Linked DNA regions of Sus scrofa: regions 1 and 3 are each linked to region 2. Evidence: chromatin contacts called from public Hi-C data. All regions are on one chromosome and are shown on one strand. The core of a region is the stretch at or near the end of the contact, and the rest is flanking DNA. Distances in the headings are between cores, read along the strand shown. Region 1 has its middle 39 kb from the start of AKAP13. Region 2 overlaps AKAP13 (A-kinase anchor protein 13). Region 3 holds the start of AKAP13 (A-kinase anchor protein 13).

The links. A called contact is a pair of places that touch in the nucleus more often than the background predicts.
Region 1: a contact with region 2 is called in a Hi-C map of skeletal muscle, with 2.7 times the contacts expected there. The contact joins two enhancer-like sites. A contact is called at or near these places in 1 of 5 promoter capture datasets (liver), 6 of 47 Hi-C or Micro-C datasets (embryonic fibroblasts, fetal heart ventricle, fetal skeletal muscle and 2 more) and 1 of 2 datasets of contacts at active chromatin or transcription factors (skeletal muscle).
Region 3: a contact with region 2 is called in a Hi-C map of fetal skeletal muscle, with 1.9 times the contacts expected there. The contact joins the promoter of AKAP13 here to the enhancer-like site in region 2. A contact is called at or near these places in 1 of 5 promoter capture datasets (fetal skeletal muscle), 4 of 47 Hi-C or Micro-C datasets (embryonic fibroblasts, fetal heart ventricle, fetal skeletal muscle and 1 more) and 1 of 2 datasets of contacts at active chromatin or transcription factors (skeletal muscle).

What each region holds. Positions count from the first base shown.
Region 1 is chr7:87,848,024-87,852,511 of Sscrofa11.1, forward strand. No RefSeq gene overlaps it. Among named protein-coding and RNA genes, the nearest start is that of AKAP13, 39 kb to the right of the region's middle. Within about 2 kb of position 1,363, at least 73 of the 83 cell types and tissues checked have an H3K27ac peak or open chromatin away from gene starts, as enhancers often do. A contact at or near this core is called in fetal skeletal muscle and skeletal muscle, where this site is marked.
Region 2 is chr7:87,968,367-87,972,695 of Sscrofa11.1, forward strand. All of the region lies in intron 1 of AKAP13 (A-kinase anchor protein 13), which reads left to right. Among named protein-coding and RNA genes, the nearest start is that of AKAP13, 81 kb to the left of the region's middle. Within about 2 kb of position 2,080, at least 8 of the 83 cell types and tissues checked have an H3K27ac peak or open chromatin away from gene starts, as enhancers often do. A contact at or near this core is called in fetal skeletal muscle and skeletal muscle, where this site is marked.
Region 3 is chr7:87,886,849-87,891,790 of Sscrofa11.1, forward strand. It overlaps AKAP13 (A-kinase anchor protein 13), which reads left to right and starts at 2,536. Exons shown (of 38, transcript XM_021099912.1): 1 at 2,536-2,805.

The sequences.
Region 1 (4,488 bases), core at 113-2,612, 120 kb before region 2:
GATCCCATGAGCACTCTCAGAATACTTTTGTTCCTGTTTTTCAACAACTCTACCACTCTAAGTGTGGTGTCCAGAGCAGCAGAATTGGCACCACCTGGCATCTCCTTAGAAGTGAAGAATCTCAGCCCTCCCCAGACCTCCTGACTCAAAATCTGCATTTTAACAAGATCCCCCAAGTGATTCATATGCGCATTCATGTTTGAGAAGCACTGTTCTAAGGTTTCCAAAAGGCAAAATAAAACTGCAAAGTGAACAGCTGCAAAACAGATGCAAAGCAAACCACGTGGTGTAACATATGACTTCTCCAGAGGATTTATGACCCTCTGTGGATGGTAGCTTGTAATATAGAAAACAGAAATTTGAAAGAATGTGTGCAAAAAAATCAATGTCATGTTATATCTTTTTAATTGCCCTTAAAGGGATCCACCTTGGGTTCAAGAAAATGTAGTGCTAGTACCTAAAACTGCTTCATGCACCCAATGAGGGCACAAGTATTTGGTGGGTTTTTGTTTTTGGTTTTTTCTCATAAGGAACAAAGTTAAGATTTATACTGATCTTCCATGAAATCAGGGAGTTTGATTTGATCAGTATTTCCAACACAGCATTCCATAGTACCAAAATTTTGTAACGAGAAAAAAGTCAATGTTGTATATTTTAAATAACTTAGAAAATAGACTAAGGTGACTGGATCAGTTTCAACTTAAAGTCCTCATTCAACTTACCCAGATTGATTCATTGAAGAAATATTAAGTACCTCCTAGTGTATAGCACAAGGAAATTTACTCAATACTGTGTAATAAAGTATATGGGAAAAGAATCTGAAAAGGAATGGATATATGTATAACCGATTTACTGTGCTGTACTCCTGAAATTAACATAATTTTGTACATCAACTATATTCCAATAAAATTTTAAAAAGAAAGAAAGATTAGGTCCCAGAATCTTTGCAAAGGAGAGTTTGAAGGAATGCAGCAACCAGTGCTGCAAATCATTGCCTGAGATTAGGTGCGGCAGGCAGCACTTGATAACTGAGACGAGAGGGGAACAGAGATGGGGGAGGAGTCGGACCCGCAGGACCTGGAGGGAGGAGGAGGGGGAGGAGCTCTGGATGCCCTTGTGAATGCGCTGGAGCTCGACCGTTCGGGAGGCAGGTCTAGCCGGATTCACACGCTTGCCTGCAGGACAGACCACGACTCTGCTTGTGGAAGGTTTTCCGAGGACAACGTCCCGCGATCCCGCTGCCTCTTTCCCACGGAGCTGTGGCCGAGTTTCAGTTGAACAATCCACAAGGGTCAAGACTCTGGAGAGCAGGTCTAGGAGAGGCCGCTAGAGGCCGCGCTCGGTCCCTTCCCCGAAAACCGAAAGGGCTCCAGCGAATGTGTGTTCAGCCAGCACTGTGTTCTTTCATAACCTCCGCGCTGTGCTTGCGGCTCTCTGCGAAGGCCGGAGGCAGATCAAACACCGGCCTCGAAGTCAGAGAATGCTGTAGCCCCTCCATCACAGATGGTGGGATGCTGGGTGGCCTCTTAGAGCCCTTCCTCCGACTGCCGGGCCTCTCCCCAGGACTCCCCTGGGGCTGAAAGCTTGGTCCGCTGATAACAGTCCCCTGACCCCGCTGGGATTCTGAAGCCCAGAGAATGGATTTGGAGAGAAAGCAGTGGAGCAAGGGTGGAGAGAGAAGGAACCTCAGAGCTCAGGCAGGCAGACTCCTTCCCAGCGTGGCACCTGAGCCTTGGGACTGCTCCCCTGGAGGTTGGGCCTGAGTTGACGCTACAGGAGGAACCCAAGTGGAAGAAATCAACCAATCTGGGAAATGAAGCAGAGGTTTCTAGAGGCTGCCCCGCCTAAAAGAGTGTTCAAAGGCCACTGAATTCTTAAGGTCATTGGACTTTTTTTTTTTTTTAACCTGTGACGACTCAGTCAGGACAAGGCAAGCAAGAGAAAATTGCTCCTGAAATACTTCCTGAAAAGTTCTGAACCAGTGAATCACAATCCGGTCGCAGGACAGAGAGGCACTGGCACTTCCACAGGGAAAGGAAATCACCCAATATTTGTGAGCACCCCTCCAGGCTCACAAATTTTTGCATTCAGTTGCTTAGTGCTTTTTGCATTCAGTTGCTTAGTGACCTAACAGGCCAGGGGGGCGAATATAAATATCTCCATTTCCCTGATGTCAACATCAGGACTGGGAGATGTTAAGTAATTTTCCAGGGTGGGCTGGTAACAAAGTGACAGAGCTATGATGCTTGTTTATTTGATTTAGTTTATAAATAGATTATACAGTCACATCATTCAAAATCATAAAGCCTAGAAAAATCTCTCATCCACATGACCCCCAAATATCCAGTTGCCTTCATACACAGGTAATAACTACCATCATGTGTTCCTTATTATGTAGACACTTTCAGCATTTCCTTATGCATACCAGTTAATGAGAAATATATTATTTTTGTTTGTTTGATTTTCTTGTTATTGTTGTTGTCTTTTTGCCTTTTCTGTGGCCACTCCCTCGGCATATGGAGGTTCCCAGGCTAGGGGTCGAATCGGAGCTGTAGCCACGCCACAGCCACAGCAACGTGGGATCTGAGCGTCTGCAACCTACACCACAGCTCACAGCAATGCCAGATCCTTAACCCACTGAGCAAGGCCAGGGACTGAACCCGCAACCTCATGGTTCCTAATCGGTTTCGTTAACCACTGCACCACGACAGGAACTCCCGAGAAATATATTCTTATTTTGACTCCATTTTCTCACAAAACATGGCATACTATATACATACTGCTCTGTGTCTTGCTGTTTTTACTTGATATCTTGTAGATCTTTCTGTGTCAGCACATTAAAACCTTCTTCATTCTTTTCCTTTTACAGCTGCACAATATTCCATTGTATGGAGGTACCACATTTAATTAACCCATTCTCTACTGTTGGATACTGGGTTGTTTCCAATCTTTTGCTACTGTAAACAGTGTTGCAATGAATAGCTTTGTACCTACATCGTTTTGCACATGCAAGAGCCAGGAGTCCATATCCTTCCAGCTCTAAATAGTTTGTTCCTTCCCCTCTAAAGCTGATGTAGGACCAATTATATATGCCAGTTGATAGGTAAATACTCATATCTCTGTCATCCCCACCCCCATGCCCAGTCTTCCTATTTTCCTGTTCTAGTTATGAAGCCTATTTGTATTTGAAACAACTACAGAGACTCTGGACAGAGAGTACTTGCCATTTTATCTTTTTCTGTGGTTGCTTCATTTCATTCTTCAAATACCAAGTGTGACTGTAACTGGGCTGTACTGGAGATAAAATCTGCAGATGTTGTTCTGCATAAACATGGAATTTCTGCTACTGGTTGGATCACACTGTATTATACATGTGCCAGGGGAGTTCAAATCCTGCATACCGTAGCCTACATCAGACTTGGATTCCAGCTTAGAACTGAAAGGAAGATGAGCTGGAGGCAGTCTGCTGCTGTGAGAGCCAGCATCTATTTTCATTTCTGGCTGTTGACCTAAAGGGACATGAAATGAATGGAGGCAACATTAGGGAGGTCCAAGGAAGTTTGCCTTCTGGGAAAGATAAAATGTATCACCCAATCATTCATCCTGGGCCTTGGTGGTCATTTTGTCATCTCTTTTTACACTTAGATTTTCAGATTTGCCTTTCAAGATAGTTTTTTATCTCTCCAAACAGGATTTGGTGATTAGAGAGAATACTGGGTAAGGTAAGAGGGACAGGAACAAGAGAAGATAGATTGTTTTTTAACATGTAACTACCATGTGCATGGTTAACCAACATAGGTTCTCCCTGTTTTGGATGCAGTTCGATCCAAGTCTTCATTCTTAGGTGCTTACTGCACACCAGTCACCATGTTGACGGACGGCAGAAGGCCCAGATCCTCTGGGTCTAAAAGGTGATTCAGACACATTCCAGGTATGTTCAATGCAGAACAAGAGATCAATTCAAAGTGATAATGAGCTGTGATGTAGGTGGAGATGTCTCATCTAGCTCAGAGGAGGAGTGCTTGACCTTAAGTGAGGAGAGGGAGAGGTGGGGCTGGCAGTTTAGGATGGCTTCTTTTGGGGAAATAATACTGAAGTAAACCTTGAGAAGTAGCAGGAGATGCTCCAGCAAAGAAAGTAAACAAAGAAAACAGCATAAACCATGACCCGGACTAGGGAAAGAGTTGGGGGCCCTGTGACCCAAACATAACTGACTGTTTAAACTCTTAAAAAATTGAATAGCAAGCTAGTAGCCCACATACTGCAAGTTTCAAAGGTGAAAATTGGGGTAAATTTGAATGTTCTTCTTCAGTCCTTAAATATGTTGTTCCTTCTATTCTTACCTTAATTAGATTGGTCTTCAATAATGAGCGCCCCCACCTCCACTCCCACCCCACACTCCAGTCTTCTTCACTAACTTCGAAACGTGTCAGGCAGAGTTCCAGGCAAGCCTTTCTCAACTGCCCCGGCCCTTCTGTCTCTTATCTA
Region 2 (4,329 bases), core at 830-3,329:
AGGAAATGATAGTATGGTGTACGTCTTATTAGTGCTTAAGTTTATAAAATTTAATATAGTACTGACGGAAGCATTATTCACTTTGATTGCAATTTTGAATGTGAAATACTCCCTGTTCACTCTCTTTAAGCTTGGGCATTGGCTTCGAAGATTGATTATTTACTTTATCAGATTTTTGTAGAATTTAGGGGAAAACATTCTCAGAAGTTCTTGTTGCTTATGTAACAGCAACTAAATTTGGGGGGCAGCAGATTTCAGCTGGCAGATGTTAGCCTGTATTTGTGTAGAAGGGACTCTCTTCATTCCCAGCTGATTCTCAGGCTTGGAAATATTTCCATTTGGATGTGGGTAGGAACATGTTGGTCTGTTGAGTTGCTTTACCTGTTGGGTAATTACACAGCTGACTTTTTCTGTAGGCCATTACCTACTACTGCGGACAAACAGAATAGGGCACATCTGTAAATTAGTCTAAAATGTTTAAGTTTTGGGGGAGATTAATTAGTTTACAGAGAAGCTCTAAACAAGCATGTCTTTGCCTTCCTCCTCACCCTTCAGTCTTTTATGCTGCTTCCTCTAGCATTTTCCATTTATGTGACTGAGAAGACTTTCTCTTCCTTCTCATCCTCACCGTGTTTGGTGGTCAGCTCACAAAATCACCTTGACTCCTTTGTTTTTATACATACCTAAGGCACACAGTATTTCTCTACGTGGAATTAAGGTGTGTTAGAGTTGGGAGGAACTTTCGTGATTACCTACTCCAACCCCCTCCCTTCACAGAATAAGAAATGGAGGTCATGAGGCTTGCTACAGATTAGGAGAGGCATCACTGTAGTAGTTTAGAGGTTAAGATCTGGGTTCTGGCTCCCACTGTTTACCAACTGTGTGATCTTATACACGTTACTTAACTATGACTCTCTTCATTTGTAAAATGGATTAATGTGAGGATTAGCAAGGTGTTTGGAACAGAGAGAACTCTTGTAAGTGCCAGTGAAGATGATGATGGTGATGTTATGTCTTCATGGTTAATAAAGCTGTAAGATGTCAGAGCTATAGAATTACAGTGTCTACCTTTTGGATGAACAAATAAGAACAACACTCATTGAGAATGAAACAGGAAGCTTTCAGTTTACCTGTCAGTGAGGTACATATACTTTGTGTGGTTTGGGGGAGTGTGAATTCTAAAAGCCCGTGAGTGCTTGTTTACCACCCGGTGTATTTCCAGTGTATGCTGAGACAATGAGGGAGGAAGGAATATTTTTAAAAATGCCCTTGGTTGAGTTTCAGAAATGGATTTCAGATGCCAGGAAGCAGCTTGTAGCAAGAGGATGAGATCAGTTGGTATAATTGGAGCTAGTTGATAATCCTTTTACTCTGTTCTCTGAGCATTTAGTATTCCTATTTCTGTACAGGCATATGAGCTAGAAAATGACTAGGTCTCTCCATAGATATGTCAAGTATCAAGTTGGGGAGGGAGAAGCATAGGGTGAGGGGAATGTGGAATGGAGCCAAGAGTCAGTGTTCAGCCTTCATCTTGGCTTAGCTTTTTCCTGTAGTAGGTACTGTGGCAGTTTTGTTCTATTTAAATGCCTCTGGAGATTATTTTAGAATGTGATCTTTAGTTTGTTTCATTATACCAACATTTAGGGAGGGGAATAGAGGGAAAGAAAGAGGAATCGGGGATATATTTTTAAAACTATGAAAAAAAATTGACCTATGCGCTTTTACCTCATGGGGTAGAGGCTGAGACTGTTAGTGTGTGGTTTTTACCATTTTACCTCCTGCTGATGAAAAACCAGCCACAAAGTCAACTGTTCTTGAGCCCAAGTTTGATGGTTGGAAACACCTTTTTCATTTTAGTCAGGTCACTTAGAGGGAGAATCGGTATCACTGAAGTTTTAACTCTAAAGCTTCTGAACTGGTGATTAGTAGACTGGGCTCTGTTTCTTAAGGATTCTGCTGTTGCTGCAAGTGAGGAGTAAGGATTTTGTCTCCTAGTTGTTTCTGTCTTACAGTACTGTATTCTTCTATTGGCTGTCCCAAGTCAGGTGTGCCTATTGGCTGAGTGTGTGCCAGTGAAAGTCAAGAGTTTATAGAACAGTTGCTCTGTCACCACCATACGAAGTGCTGCGGACATTCGATTGACCCACAGCACTTCTCAGAGGCACATGATTACCAGCTGCTTCATGCAGAGGAGAAAGGCCTTTCAGCCAGCAAGGGCTTGGACTTCAGTGCCCTCCTCCCTGTGGCCCTCTTGCTCTGGTCAGAGAGGTTCACCTATTCATCACATGGCAGGGGATGTGTAAGGGATTGCCTCTTCAGTCTGCCCGCTCAGATCTTTGGAGTAATGTTCCGTCTTTCAGATGGGTTTGAGTTCTAGCCGACTTCTAACCATGACTAATCTAGCTCTGGACCAACTGTTGCTGTGATGGGGGTGGGGCTTCTGTAGGGCTTATTTAATTTATGTGGAGAATCAGAAAGCCAAGGATCTTGAACTCTTTGGAGAGTTTATTTGCACTATTTATAGTTTGTTGTTCTATCCACAGTCTCTGTCTGGAGTAAATACTCAAATACTTGTTGAATTGAATGATTTCCCTCGATGCCTTTTGTTTGCGTCCATTACTTCTCTTCTTCATCCCTTCCACATTGAGTTGCTTTCTGGATGGCCTGGGTTCTTGGAAGACACATGTTCAGATACCTGCTCTTCAGTCCCACCCTCACTCCCAGTTAACAAAATCTGCACAGCAACAGTTTTACTTTTGGGACAGTAGGCCTTGAAATCTTTGCTCTTTTCCCCCTACACTAATTCACTTTTTTTCTTTTTTGGCCACATCTGTGGCATATTAATTTATTTTTTGATTGTAAAGATTTTCAGGAAAAGCAGTCAGTTGAAGTGTTGGTATGATCCAGTTATTAGCACTTGGGTCATTCTATAATAATATTGATTTTATGAAATAGCTATCTATATTTTTTGTATTTTGAGGTGTTGAAATTTTAAGTGAAAGAGTACTGTGTAGTAGATGCCTAACTTTCTGTAGCTACATTTTTGTGTATATTATAAATATATTAAGTATTTGAAGCTTCACATGCATAGTAATATTGTCTGTTTCCACATTTACTAGAAACAATAGTTCATCATGCATTTCTGTTATGTGCCATTTATATCCGCACACTTAGCTAGAAATGCTAGATTTTTTAAAGCAAGAGGTCTTTTTTAATGACAGTCTTATTTTTTAACTTATTTCAAGTGGAGAAATTAATTTTCCTTCTTTTTTTCTTTTTTTGTCTTTGTCTTTTTAGCATCCCTTCCCCCCTCCCCCCCTGGCATATAGAAGTTCCCAGACTAGAGGTCAAATTGGAGCTGCAGCCACCAGTCTACACTACAGCCACAGCAATGCCAGATCCAAGCCACATTTGTGGCTTATATTGCAGCTTGTGTCAATGCCGGATCCTTAACCCACTGAATGAGGCCAGGGATCAAACCCCCATACTCTTGGATACTAGTCGGGCTCTTAACCCACTGAGCCTCAACAGGAACCCCTAATTTTCCATTTTTTATTGTTTGAGTTAGGTCACATATGTGACCCTCTAAGAGTTTCCTATTAAGAGAAATTCAGAAAATTTCAAATTCAGGGAATTATCTCTGAAATTTCTCTTAACTCTGTTATTTGTAAATCCAGAACAAGTGTAATGTCCCAATTTAGCTGGGTGATAACCTTTTAATAATTTGATGAAAAGCTACCTTTTGAGTCATTTTTAAACTATTTTCAATGAATTGATGGAGTTCCGGAGAATTTGCAGAACACGTTGTAGTTCATTTTCAACTCAATTGAGATCTCATCTTACCCATTCTTTATCTTAGTCTTGTCAAACATGTGTGTTTATCTTGTGAAGCAGTATGTCTGAATTGCAAGTGGATTATGTTTATTAACATCCAAACAGAATTAGCCAGAGCTCTTATAAATCACAGTTTTCAAAATGTGGAGGCAGGCGCTTCTTCCTCTACTGTGGAGGCTCTGAGTGTGGATTGTTTCCTTTAGAGCCAACCCCCCACCCCACCCCCACCCCTGCCCAGATGACTTGGAGGGGAGATTACTGAGCAATACCTTTCCCATATATTGAGAGGTTGAAAAACAGTAGTTATGTCACAACACTGAGACATTTTGGTCTTTAGCTACTTAAATTCTCTGCTGAAACTGCTATTCAAATTAGCACATGTTCTACATAGTATGTTATTGTTCTATAGGGCATCTAGATTGTTAGAAGTAGGGGTGATGATTTTCCTGTGCTTTTATTGGTTGATTGACCCTAGTTTGTTCCCACCCAAACCAA
Region 3 (4,942 bases), core at 1,286-3,785, 81 kb before region 2:
TGGATAATGAAAAAGTACCAGCCATGTCGATAACTACTTAGGACTTCCCAAGATAGAGGGTTTAGCTGTCTGGGGTATGCAGAGTAGACCTATGCTCCTCAAAGCAGGGTCCCAGACCAGGAGCATCAGGATCTCCACCTGGGTGATTGTTAGAAATTTAGAATCCCAGATCCCACCCTAGACCTACGGAGTCAGAATTCACATTTAACAAAATTTCCCAGGTGGTTTGTAGACCCGGTAAACTGAAAAAATGCTGGACTCTTGAACTTTTCTGCAGCTCACTAGGAAGGTATAAATCCTGCTGAGGCAGAGAGCAGGGAATGTTGCTGTCAGCAGTCACTAGAAAGATGACATAGTAACATTTGTTGCTGCTTCTGTAACAGACCAGCCAGGCTCCAGCAGAAGACCATGGGGTTTTTGCATGTTGGGGTCTAAGAGATTTTCTAGGTCTTCTCTGCTTTACAGGAGACATTCTTTGAGAAGGGGTGGAACAGAGTCAGAGCTAGGATCTAGGAGTCTCCTGTCTCTGGGCCACCTTTCAAACATTGACAGGACAGATTAAAGCGAGTGTGGAGGAGGGAATGATCAGGTGGTTGCGAAATAATTTCACATGAGGCACTGGAAAAGTTTGGCCTCAGTTTTTCATTCTGTGAGTGTGAACTAAGAAAATACATGTGAGAACCAGGTTCACTTCTTACAGGGAAGCAAATTTCAGTTCAAAGCTAGAATTACTTCTAAGATTTAGAGCCAAACAACAATGCAAGTACCTGATACAGGCAGTAATTATTCACATTACCCCCTTTCGGGTATTCAGTCACTGGTAGGGAGCTTTCCTGGATCAGAGTTTGCCAAAAGGCATTTGCCTATATCTTCGCATTTTTGGGGGAGGGCAAATCCTATAAAAAGTATTTTAAGTTGATATGACATACATGTATAAAGTGTGTAAAGTGCACTAATCTTAAACATACAGCTGAATTAACTTTCATATGTCTATACCTTTGTAATCCACCATTCAGATCAAAATACAGAACATGCCTTACACCTCCCCTGCTCCTTCCCAGCCAATAATGCTTCTAGAACAATCTAGATAATCACTATTCTCACTCCAGTTACTATCAATTTGCATGTTTTTTGTTTGTTTTTGTTTTGCCCCCTCTGCCAAATGTGGAAATTCCTGGGTCAGGCATTAAACTCATGCACCTGTGGAGCCACTGCAGTGACAACACTGGATCCTTAACCCGATGGGCCACAAAGAAAATCCATTCTGCACGTTCTTGAACTTCATTTAAAGTGTGCCCAGTTTTGACTTAATTTTTTTTTTTTTTTGATCTTTTTATGGCGGTTCCCAGGCTAGGGGTCCAATTAGAGCTGTAGCTGCTGGCCTAAGCCAGAGCCACAGCAACTCAGGATCTGAGCCATGTAGGGCAACACTGGATCCTTAACCCACTGAGTAAGGCCAGGATCTAACCGAGCCCTCATGGATGCTAGTTGGGTTCGTTAACTGCTGAGCCACGATGGGAACTCTTTACTTGAATTTTTTTTTTCTTTTCTTTTAGGGCCACACTTGGGGCATATGGAAGTTCCCAGGCTAGGGGTCTAATCCAAGCTGCAGTTGCCAGCCTACATCATAGAAACTTGGGATCCCAGCCGCATCTGCGACCTACACCAGGGCTCACAGGATGCTGGATTCTTAACCCACTGAGCAAGGCCAGGGATTGAAACTGCATCCTTATGGATACTAGTTGGGTTCACTACTGCTGAGTCACAATGGGAACTCCTAAATTTTTTAAGTAGATTCACTCTTACAACTTCATATTTCATCTAAAAAATAACATCAATGAAATAATTGTTTGATGTGACAGGCATTTTCCCTCAATACACATTGAAATAAACGAACACCGATCAAAATGAGTTTCTTCGTGTACCAACAGACCATACTTTGTTTCTCAAAAGCCACCAAGGTGATTTCAGAGGTCCCTGCAAATTGAAGATTGCATGATTTTGCGGTGATTGAAAAGCCAAAGGTTTATGGAATGACTTGCCATAATCCTGATGCCACCATCGAGCCTTTCATCTATGCTTCCAACCATGTAACTAAAAATATGTTGAATATTTAGCAATGATTCTTTTAGGCACAGGACACAGAAAAGACCCACTTTCTAATTTCAAGTGGAGGGAAGTAAAGAGTAAATGATTTCACTTGTGTTACAGCAAGTGCTACATTTTAGGTAAGCATCTCCCTCCGACACACACACAGAGGAAGGGCGGTTTCCCGAAACAGGGCAGAGAGGTGAGGGTGGATGAGCATTTCAGTCAGGCACCTCCACACGGTACCCGACTTTGATCACTTTACCGCAGCGGAGCGGCGGCGGTCAACCTCAGCCTTCCTTAGCAACCTGAGGGCACCGCCCATGTACCTCACTATTGGTCTCACGGATCTTGATAGGCAGCTCTGCCGTGCAATCCCAGCTAGCGGCCCCTGGCTCCGCGCTTATTCATGGGAGGGCGCTTAAGCCTTACCGTCCTCCTCCGGTGCCCCGCCCATTCCCGAGCGGCTTGTGGCGCATGCGCGGGCGGGTTGGGGCTGTGTGCAGGGCCAGCCCCGAGCCGGAGCCGCCGCGGTGAAACGCCCGGGCTCCGCCGAGACCACCGTGCCGGCTCCTTGCCTCCGTCGCCGCAGTTTCGGGCCGTCGCCACCACCTCTGCTGCTGCCGCCGGAAGAGCGGCTAACTATTGTCTTTCTCCGCGGCGAGGGTGCGGAGCTGCTCCGGCTTGGCCCGCGGGGGAGCCCCGGGGCGCCTCACGGTGAGAGTGCAACTTAGTTGGCGGAGTTGGGGGAAGTTTTGTGATTTGAGGAGGGGTCGCGGGCGGGAGCCTGGGCCCCTCCCCTTGCGGCCGCTCCTCGGGGCGGGGGCGGGGGCCCGGAGCTGCCGGGGTGGGGCGGGGGCGCGCGCCGGCGGGCGGGGATGAATGAGCGGCTGGGGAGCGCCCCCCGGCTCTGCAGCCCCCGCCTCCCTACGCGGCCCCCTTCACGCATTGTCTGTCCTGGGGCTGGGGCGCTCCTTCCCGCTCCCAAAGTTCATCTTCGGGGCCGCCTCCACTCCCGGAATAGGAGGCGCATCCGCCCCACACAGCTGGGATGCCCCCTCAGGCGACCCCACAGCCCGCAAGGCTTGGAACCCCGGCCCCGGCTTCCTCGGTCGGCCTCTCTGGGAGCAGGGGCCGGGATCGCCCGGGAGCTGCAGCTGCTCTGTGGGTCCCTCCGTCCGATGGAGTCGGCGAACAAGTGCTGCGGACGCGAGGGAGCGGCTCCCGGGGGCCAGCGCCGGCGGTAAACACGCCGGGCCGCGCCCACCTTTGGGGGGCGCTCTCGGCGCCCGTTCCCGGGGGCGCGGCCGGGGGACCTGCGCGGGTCGGGGACTTGCAGCCGGAGGGGACCCGCTTTGGGACCGTGCCACGGCCTCAACTCTGTCGAGTTCAAGTGCAGCCATACTTTCAGACCAAACAAAACTTTTTTTTTTTTTTGGTAAATCTGGTTTAGTGAACTTCTCTCCGTTCTCTTTTTTTCACACAAAGTCAACTAGTATGTGATTTTTTTTTTTTTCTTAATACGGGGGAAATCCAACTTTTTCCATCAGAAGAAAGGATAGACTTTTTGTTTTTGCTTTTTGGAATGGTTCTTAACAGCAAAATGATTCAGTCACACTTAAAGTTTCTAGATCTTACTGTGAACTGAGGAGCTCACAGTGTTAAGTTGGATTGAGCAATATTTTTGGTGTTCGTCGTCTTAGCTTTTACTCTCAGTGAAGTTATTTTGAGTTTGCTGCTGCAGGCATATAGAACTAAAGGGAAAAGCATGTACTTTTTTTTTTTTTTAATTCAACAACTACCCCCCCGCTCCCCCAGCCTCATTTTCAGAAGAAACTTTTTTTTTAACCGTTGGGTTTTCCAGATCAGGACAAATGCTGGCAGTTTTGGAGAGGTTTTTTTGTTTTTTGTTTTTGTTTTTTTTTGCAAGTTTGTAAAGGAGTTCTGATCAGCTGAGATAAATAATTGTTACAGTCCTGTAAGCTTTCATGGTCTCTGGGGATTTGCAGGCTGCAAGAAGTACAAGCCTTGTCAAGCTTTGGGTACATCGGTTCTGCCAAATTCAGTTCCTTTGGATGTGAGAATGATTCTGTATAACACGCCCCCCCGCGACCCCCCCCCCCACCGCGCGCAGGTGGAACAAGCCTAAATGTCTGTCAAATTGCGTGGTGGAACAAAAGGACCAGAATGTGTTGCTTTCAGTTGTTGTATCTCTTTGCCATTTGCTAAATTAACAAGAAAAATATGAGCATTACCGTGTGGGTCGTTATCGTTGATTGGTTTCTTATGTTCAGTGAGCGATGTAGAGAAGTGTTACCTGGGTTTTTCTAGTTTGGTCAGCTTCATTTTGCTTTGAAAAGCCAATTTTCTTCACCTGACAAAGCTAAAGAAATTCTCTGATGGCATAAGCTTGTACTTTTAAAGTACAATAACAAGGTCATTTTTAGGAATCATAATCCTTGCACTTAGGGCTTTCCTTCCTGGTTGTGTGGTTGTGTGTGCCTGCGTTGGTGGTGGGGGGGTTGTGGAAAGGGAGGTTGACAAGGTTGGAAGGGGTTGTCAGGGAGGAACAAAATATAAACAAATACTATTTAGAACCTAATGTGGCAAGTGGGCCCGTTGCTTACCTTCTCTGATAGCATTGTTTTTTTGTTTTAGGATTTCTCACACTTCATTTATTTGCTTAATAGTAACTGTATAAGTAAGTGTAAATGGACTCCTCTTCTAGTCTTCTAGTCTGGTAGCTCCTGGAGGTCTGTGGTGGGTCTTACCTCTCACCCAGCTCTGTGCCCTCTCTGCCAGGAAGGAGTCTTTAACACTGTGCAGGTGCTCAGGATGCATTTGAATTGAGTGA